Linked DNA regions of Gossypium hirsutum: region 2 is linked to region 1. Evidence: chromatin contacts called from public Hi-C data. All regions are on one chromosome and are shown on one strand. Each heading gives the region's core, a stretch centred on a gene start, on an enhancer-like site or on the middle of the called end of the contact. The rest is flanking DNA. Distances are from core to core; before and after follow the strand shown. Region 1 holds the start of LOC107922064 (pentatricopeptide repeat-containing protein At1g76280). Region 2 holds the start of LOC107917518.

Region 1 (4,623 bases), core at 435-2,934:
CTTGAGGACCTTTTGGAAACCTCTTTCACCTTGTAATTCTTCAACAAACTCACCACTAGTTTCCATTAAGGATTTCCTTAGCAGACCCACCAATGACTGCAATTCTAAGTTCACCTCTGCATCACACTGTGCAGTTGCAATCCATAGAAGATTCCCAATTGAATGTTCAGGCAATGATGTTGCAGTTTTTCCACGCAAATTTACTATATGAGACAAAACAGACGGCCGTCGGGATCCATATCTTATTCTGGAGGCGGTTGTAAAACATATCCATATGAAGGCTGATACAGACTCGACACTGGTAGGATTTGGCACCACCGACGAGCTCGAAGCTTTGGCCTTGAGAGTTGCTATGGCTGAAGCATGAAACACAAATCTGCTCGTAACACACTTGCCAAATTTTAGTAAGGAAGGCCATATGGCTAACATTGTATCTCTTGGCAACAAATAATTCTATGGGAAAAGCAGTGGTGCAATGAAACTAGGCCTTGGAACTTCACCTGAACCTCGAGCAGAAGCCGCCCAGGCCTTGAGAAATGTAGTTGAAGTAGGGCCATCAATGATCTTATGCGAGGTTTGTGTGCCAATGACAATGCCACCGCATTTCAATATGTTTACTTGAATCATAGCAACAGGAATTCCAGCATCCGAAGATACCAATCGGCTAATGTTAGAAGGAAGCAATTTCCGTATCATTAAGATGTCAGGGTTGCTAAGAATTTCTGATAGGCAACAACTAACCTTAGCCTCAACATACTGAACTCCATTGTCGTTGCAATCTATGTAAAGACCATCTTTGATCGTTCCTGCAAATGGGTAAAAAATAGTTAAGGTCTCTGATAGAGATTGCTTAAGCCTCTCTAATCTTTCACCGACTATATTCATATGGTTAGAGTCACTATTTATGGGGCTATAAAAGAAGATCATTGGAACGTGAGCTGATGGCATAAGCTGATCCAAAAGTGAAAGTTTATAGGTTCTCAAGTGATATGGTGTTGGGCAAGATGGTTTGATACTTTCTTTAAACATGATTTCAACCACCATGTTTTTTTTTTTTTTTTTTGCTTCTGATTTCTCTTACAAGAAAACTTGCTCAGCTTTTTAAAGGTAAGTTTGCGTGGGTTCCGAGGAAGAAGAATAAAATTTGACATCATTTTTATCTGTGTTTTTTACAATCAGTTGTTTAAGATTTTCACTGGTTTGTTTAAAACTATGAAGGATAATGAACAGTGAGCTGCAATCTAGAGATAAAACCACATAGCTTGAGACACATCCAGCATAGATTTTATCACATTAAAGTTGGGCTGGCCGGCTTTATCTGATTTGCTTCTCAGTGAATTTTCAAATTGGTAAATGGATATTGATATTTTAATTGGTATATATATTAATATGTACAGTCTCATAATTATTATTTGAATTACTACTTATGAACGAAAATTTGGCGCTTTGCTTTTGTCAATAAAGGATTTAAATTTGGATTCGACTAAAAAATATTTTTAAATTACAACTAATAATTTTATTAATTTGGATTCTACCAATTTGTCAGGTATCTACGTTGGTCTGCTCAGACATTTTGGGCTCTAGAGGTGGATCATATTGTTAGACAATTACATTGGGCCAAATATTGACTCAAAGGCCAACCACATTGTGGGATTAGTGGAATGCCATACAATCTCGATCCGCTGAGTGCGGGTGTATGTATGTATGTATATATCTATATCTGCAAATCAGCTAACTCCGTGTTCCAAGCAGCGAAGGGAGGAGGTTGAATTGAACGCCGTTAATTGTTTTGTTTTTACTGCTTATGAATCCTACTAATGTATGTTTCAAAATGCTTAAACCCTAAAGGGAAAACCCACTGAAAAAGCTGAATTCTTCATTCAACACTGTAACATTAAAGGGAATGAGGATTCCTTTGCGCTCAATCGCAGACACCTTATGTAGATTCAAATCGGGTGAACTTGAACGTGTAAGTCTTTTTATTTTTCTTCTTTCAGTAATCAGATGTTTCTATTTGCCAATATATATTTTTATTCTAAATTATGGGAAGTTTGTTCATTGTTCCAATTTATTGGTTGACTAATCAAATGCTATTTCAGGGACGAGGAAATTTTATCAGAAGAGTGGCATTATGTAGAAGTGTTGCAACTATTAATGGTCATTAGCCAAACTCTTCCATTATTTTAATTATTATTATTTAACTGAAGAAATTGATAGCTGCAGCGTAAGCTTTTGTTTGTCTGTGTATGCATATATATCGAATGAAATCTTTAGAGTAAGCTTGTGAACGCAGGTAATGTGTTTTTGGGATATGGAGGAGAGCCATTAACAAAGTCCATTCAAGTGCAAATTGTTGATGCCCTTCGCTTAGGTGAGAGAAGTAGAGCTTCTAGCCTGCTTTTAGACTTTGGTAACGGAAACCAGTCGTTAAAAGCCAATGACTTCGTTTACATTCTTAACTACTGTGCAAGGTCACCGGATCCTTTGGTAAGCTGTTCAACATGGAATTTTAGCTAGCTGCATGCAACTGTGTAAACCTCAATGTGTTTCTCTTCTCTAGATTTAAGCTTAGGACATAGATAATGTGGATATTTATAATATTTGACAAACTGGAAAAGGAAGAAAAGATAGCACCAATGGTTATACTTGGCAGTAACAGTTGTGATTTTTTTCCTGTCCTGTACAGTTCGTTATGGAAACATGGAGATTAATGGAGGAGAAGGAGATTGACTTGAATAATACATGCTATTTGCTTATGGTCCGAGCTCTTTGTAGGGGAGGTTACTTGGAGGAGGTATGCCTTTTATCTACTGGTTTTGTTAGATGTTCTGTTTGTTCAATTATTAAACACTGATCTTCTAAATGTATTACCTCAGTGTATCTTTGGGTGTTGATTCATTTAACTTAACTAGAACAACCTACAACCTTTTCTCTGTGTAATTATGAGCAATCTTTTGTCATTGCTGCATGGTTGTACTTACAGTTGTTCTGTGTAGTCATTAATGTTATTATTGTCCTGAATCACATTAAAATGTATGTAGAACGATGCTTATGCAGTTTCTCTTCCTCAATTTCCATTATAAGTTTTATCATTTCTTCTTGTTTTATTTCCATCAGGCATGCAAGTTCATGAAATTCCTTAGGGAGAATCATGGCACCTATCCTCTTCTTCCCGTATATAACTGTTTCTTAGGAGCCTGTGCAAAGATGAAAAGCGTAATCCATGCTAATCAATGTTTAGATTTGATGGAGCTGCAAAGGGTTGGGAAAAATGAAATTACATATTCAGTGCTTCTCAAGGTGTGTAGAAACAGTGTTGATCTTGAATTTTTTTTTTCTTTTTATTGTAGATTTGTATTACTAGGTTTCCTGTCTTCCCCTTCAGAGCTTGTCTATTATGTAAAATATTGAAATAAGTGGTTAGCTATCTTAAAGTTTGTTTCGTCATTCATCTATTGAAAGTATTGACATCTTATAGACAGATCCATCATATTGGTAATCTTATCTGGTTGCTTCTGCTGTTCCCTTAATCTTTCAGCTTGCAGTTTGGCAGCAAGATCTATCTGCAGCCCGTGATATTTGGGAGGACTATATCAAACACTACAGTCTAAATATAATTTCTCTTCGAAGGTTTATCTGGTCCTTTACAAGATTGAAAGATTTAAAATCTGCATATGAAACATTGCAACATATGGTGGCTTTAGCCATTAGTGGGAAGCATTTTGTTAGTAGGACTGATGAGGGAAGGTTGTATTCTTCAAGATTAGACATCCCCATACCATCCAAAAGTGAATTAGGATCACAAAATGTTCAATCAGGAGAGAATGAGCAGTCTGTTGCCTTCAAATTTGACACTGATTCCTCCAACATAGAGAGATCAAAGTCAATCAGTGCTACAGTTGGCATGCTGAATAACTATAAGAACTTGCCTGTTATGGAAGTTCTGAGGTTGTCCATCAATGATGTACTACACGCTTGTGCACAAGCTCGAGCTTATGGACTAGCAGAGCAATTGATGATGCTTGTAGGACTTTTTCTCTACCACAAACTTCTGGTTTTTCTATGCAATAGTAATAATGTCTGATTTGAAGACCATAATTCTAGGATAATGATTCTTTCTGAAATTATCCTGTAGGGAGATAAATTTCATATCTATAGTAACTTGAGAGATATGTCTCTCCTAATAGTTAAAATCTTTATTTTGATCTTTATGTTTTTCTAGATGCAAAATCTTGGATTGCAGCCATCAAGCCATACATATGATGGCTTTGTGAGAGCCATTATTCAAAGAAGAGGATTTGGTGCAGGCTTGGAAATGGTAGGTTGTATTTATTTAATTGCATGACTAGTTATGCTTTGGTGATATTTCTTATTGTACCAACAAATTTCCATTTGGCCTCAATTCTGTGCAGTTAAAAGTAATGGAAGAGAGAAATCTGAAGCCTCATGATTCAACCCTTGCAGCTCTTTCGGTGCAATGTAGTAAGGCATTAGAACTTGACTTAGCTGAGGCTCTATTGGAGCAAGTTTGTGAATGTCCATATCCATATCCTTTTAATGCTTTTCTTGAAGCTTGTGATAATATGGTAAGTGGACATAAAACCAAATTGTTTGTTTCCTCCC
Region 2 (4,284 bases), core at 1,463-3,962, 140 kb after region 1:
CGGCCATCATCTGCGTGCTGTCGACCGCTGTATGGTGGTGGCCTGATGGCTACATTTTTGGGTTGAAACCCTAGCAGAAAAGGTTAAAGAATTTTGGGTTTTGTAAAAGGTTTTTTATGTTTTAAAAAACAAAATAAGAGTTTTATTTAATTTTAAAGCAACTTTGGGGGGAAGAAATAATATGCGTGTTGACCCTATGGATCCGCGCATTTACCCCTTAAATGGGTAATTTGTGCAGTCGGTCCTCCCATTTGTGCCACCTTTAATTTAGTCTTGCTATGTTTTTTTCAAATTTTCCCTGAAACTTGCGCGCCATTTCAATTTGGCCCATGTCTGGATGTTGCATGTAGGGACTTGGATCATTTGCGCTTTTGGTCCCTACGCATTTGTGTGCATTGCGCTTTGTTTTTTTTTTTTTAAATTCCAATGGTTTATGTTATTTATAAAATATCCCTTTTATTTTAACTTTACTTTAATTGAGTTTTTTTTATTTTATTTGTATAATTCACCTCTTTTTTTAAAGATTCACTTAACATTTTTTTCATATTTATAGTTAAAATCACTTTGACAATTTTGTTTTTTTTATAAAAATATTATTTTAGAGCTCTTTCTATATTTTATTTTGTATGATATTACATTTGAATATTCTTATATATAGTTTATGATAAAATTATCTTTATTCTATGTACATTATTGTTCTCGTATTATTTTATGTAAATATTTTCTTAAATTATATATATATTTTAAATTTATTTATATATAATTTGGTTCTCTTTAAAGGATTATTGTATATTTTATTTATTTTAGTATCTTGGTATATATCATTTACACTTTTTTTTCCATTTTCATATATACATCATTAGTTAAATTAACTTGTCTATGTTTTATATTATTTATTTTGAATTTCTTCTTACGTAATATATATTAATAATTATTCATATATTGTCAGTTTTTATATGCATATAAGTTATTTCGAATTTTTACTTGTGTTATTTCTTTGCATATAATTAATAATCTTTAAATTGTTTATATCATTGACTCTTAGTTCTTGTGTTGTTTTGCATATCACATGTTGTCATTGGCTTTCATATCGTTTTCACATATTATTGTTCATACATGTAATTATGTTTTTTTTTATTTCTTGTAATTGTATTATGGTTTCAATTCCCGTGTTTACTCAATATCGATTGTTTTTATCCTCAAGTAAACAAGTATTTTTAATTCGTTTTTGCAACTATCAATTTTTTTTTAAAAAAAAAACTTCTAAAACAAAGGCAATGTTTGACGTTTAGAAAATTGAAAAATCGTGCCCTAACGTGCTGGGCTTTGATTTTCTGCTTGCTCAAAATAGTCAAATATTCCTTTAAAATTTCATTCATGTTTTCTAAATTTTAAAATAAGGCAATATTCTATGTTTGGAAATTCGAGAAATCATGCCCTAACGTGTTGGGTTTCGTTTTTTCGTTGGTCCAAATAATTGAATACCTTTTTGTTGCGTTTTGGAAATCATGAAGTGATCTCAGTTTTTAGAGGCTTAAAATATCGTGTCCTAACATGCTGGATGTGATATTTTATTTCTTTGAAATGAGTAAATCTTAAAATCCAGTTCGAGTTGTGCACACACTTTTAAGGGGATCGTATTTCAATTTTTTTTAAAATTTTCAACATTAAAAAATTAATTAGTCAATTGGTACCAATTTTGGGCGTTACGAGGTGCTAACCCTTCTTCGTACGTAATCGACTCCCGAACCTTTTTTCTCGATTTTCATAGACCTAAATATTGTTTTAATAAATTAAAATGTTTTATTAAAATGATCAAGGTAATCCGATCACACCTCAGAAGGTAATCCGATCACACCTCAGAAAGGATCGATGGCGACTCCGTACTTTATTTTAAAATCGAATCCCGTTTTTCCAAAGTAAAAATGGTTTCTACAAGCTTCACCAATGTGCATAGGCTTAGCAGTAGAGTTCATGACATGATCAACCATTTCTTTTTTTAATATTAATCTCATTATTATATAGGCTTAATATTCCATGACAAATATCGTTCTTGAAATTCATGATATATATTTACTGTAAGTATTAAAAATCATAACTCCCAAATTCCTCCCGTACGAAAATATAGCCTGACAACTGGAAAACAGAAACCAAAATATGAGAGCATACCGTTTAATTAATTATTAATTCACAAGCTTAGCCAAACAGTCGAAAAGAAAACTAATACAGAGACTAAATTATAAAAGCGGCGGCGACGATCTACTGGATATAAGATTGGCCGGTGATATCAATGTCTCGATCACCGGATGATGGAGGGGGTTTGTGCTTGGGCTCGTTCTTGGCTTCATTGGGCCCATCAGCACTTTGGGTCTCACTGGCGGGCGGGTTTTCCGGTTTCTGCGCCTGTTCCTGATCGGTTCCGTACAATCCGCCACCATAAGCATTGTGTGTCACTGGATGCATGGGTGAAATATGAGGAGGCTGATGACTCTCACTCTGCTCTTTTCCTTTCCCTCCTCCTGTTTCACTTTTCCTTTCCATTCTGATTGTGAATTAACAACAAGTTGACACTTTCCACCGTTTTTGAGTCTCTGATCCACTTCCCTTGCGTTCATTTTATTGCATTTTGCCCCAGCTCATTAAAAAAAAGGGCTAAAGGACCGAGTGGCACGTGTTATGTTAACTGCGTGGCGTTTGGAGGAGGCTACAACTTCATCCATAGCATACAATACAAGGCTAGCGATAAGTTTTATGCTGTTTGGGCCATAATTAATCTTGTTTTCGAGGCGCACAGCTATAGGCCCATCCCATGCGTTTTAGAGGCTTAAGTGCACGCCTCGGCTCCATTGTTTTAGGGTCTAGCCTAGGTGGCACCCTTTATGATTTCACCTATAGGAATGCTCTATTTTGAAAAGAGGGTGATGATCATTTTCTCAATTTTGAAAAGAGGCAGATGTTGTTTAAGGAAGTAAATAGTTGGTTATAAAATGTATTTTATTTTTATGAGAAAAGATCATATTCTTGAATTTATGATTAAAGAATAAGATGAGCAATCACTACAATATTTTTTAAGGAGATAAATGGTTGGCTATAAAATGTGTTTCATTCTCATGAGAAAAGATAGGACCCTCGAGCTTATGATTAAGGAATGAAATGAGTAACCACTGCACTACGCTTTATTGTATTTTTATTTTTACTTAATGGTCCTACATAAAATAAAATTGATCAATTTGTTGAGAAAAATTATAATTAAATAAATCTTTTAAACAAATATTTGCATTTAAAGTTTGTGATCTTATATTCCACTTAAGAATTGATTTGAAGTTTAATAAACATGAATGATAATTAGATAAATAAGGAAATATATTGGATGGGGAGGTATCATATTCTCACATCCCACATGTTCGGAGTGTGTTGTTGGTCTTTAGTAGGTGGTGAAGATGCCTTCCAATCATCTCATCTCCACCGCACCACGTGGGCTGACTCACACCAATTCTAAGCTTGGAATAAATGATTGAAGGACCTGAGAGTCCCTCCATTGTAAAGGGAATGACGCACAAGCTCAATAATTTTTTTTAAATTTTAATTTGTATAAATAATTGCAAGATAAATTTATTCTTAAATTTTAAACACAAATATAAAACTCTAAAATTGTAGGCACAAACATTAAATCTTAAATTTTTAAATCTTAATTTCAAAAAAGTTAAAAAGTTTAGACCCTATTAAACTTCAAATTTTAACATTATAGATTAGGGGCGAAGTCAGAAACTATTTTTAGAAGAGTCGAAATTAAATTGTAATTTTTTATGATAGTAAAATTTAATTTCACAACTTTAATAATCTATATCTTTATAATTTTTAAATAATTAAATTAAATTTTTATTATTTTTAATATAGCCAATATATAATTTTACCTTTACTAATTTAACATTTTAAAAAGATTAAAAAGCCTACATAAAAAATTTTCTATTTTAAGAGAGACCGAAGCCTTTACCAACCCTCCAAATTCACCCATGTTATAGACCCTATTAAACACTTAAAATTTAAAATATAAATGTTAAATTCTAACTCTTAAATATTAAATATTAAATATTAAAGTTTAATTGTTTATATAATATCATTACAAAAAGCAAAACATATTTACAGCTAAAAATGTCCCGTACATTCCAAAAGAATGACAGTCAATTATTTTACCTTTTCCCTACTGATATTTCGAAGATTTGCAACTAAATAGAGGTGTGCATAGGCCGGGCTCATAAAATATTTCTGTCCGTTTTCAAGGCT

What was found. A called contact is a pair of places that touch in the nucleus more often than the background predicts.
Region 2: a Hi-C map of leaf shows a contact between it and region 1, with 1.9 times the contacts expected there. The contact joins the promoter of LOC107917518 here to the promoter of LOC107922064 in region 1. A contact is called at or near these places in 4 of 34 Hi-C or Micro-C datasets (callus, leaf and petal).

Annotation. Positions count from the first base shown.
Region 1 is chrA01:20,270,640-20,275,262 of Gossypium_hirsutum_v2.1, forward strand. It overlaps LOC107922064 (pentatricopeptide repeat-containing protein At1g76280), which reads left to right and starts at 1,685. Exons shown (of 12, transcript XM_041117511.1): 1 at 1,685-1,969; 2 at 2,100-2,157; 3 at 2,294-2,487; 4 at 2,687-2,794; 5 at 3,118-3,300; 6 at 3,539-4,024; 7 at 4,223-4,318; 8 at 4,413-4,586. The coding sequence starts at 1,904. LOC107917369 (salutaridinol 7-O-acetyltransferase) reads right to left here and starts at 1,044. Exons shown (of 1, transcript XM_016846727.1): 1 at 454-1,044. The coding sequence starts at 1,044. The coding sequence ends at 454.
Region 2 is chrA01:20,407,538-20,411,821 of Gossypium_hirsutum_v2.1, forward strand. It overlaps LOC107917518, which reads right to left and starts at 2,713. Exons shown (of 1, transcript XM_016846856.2): 1 at 2,159-2,713. The coding sequence starts at 2,541. The coding sequence ends at 2,260.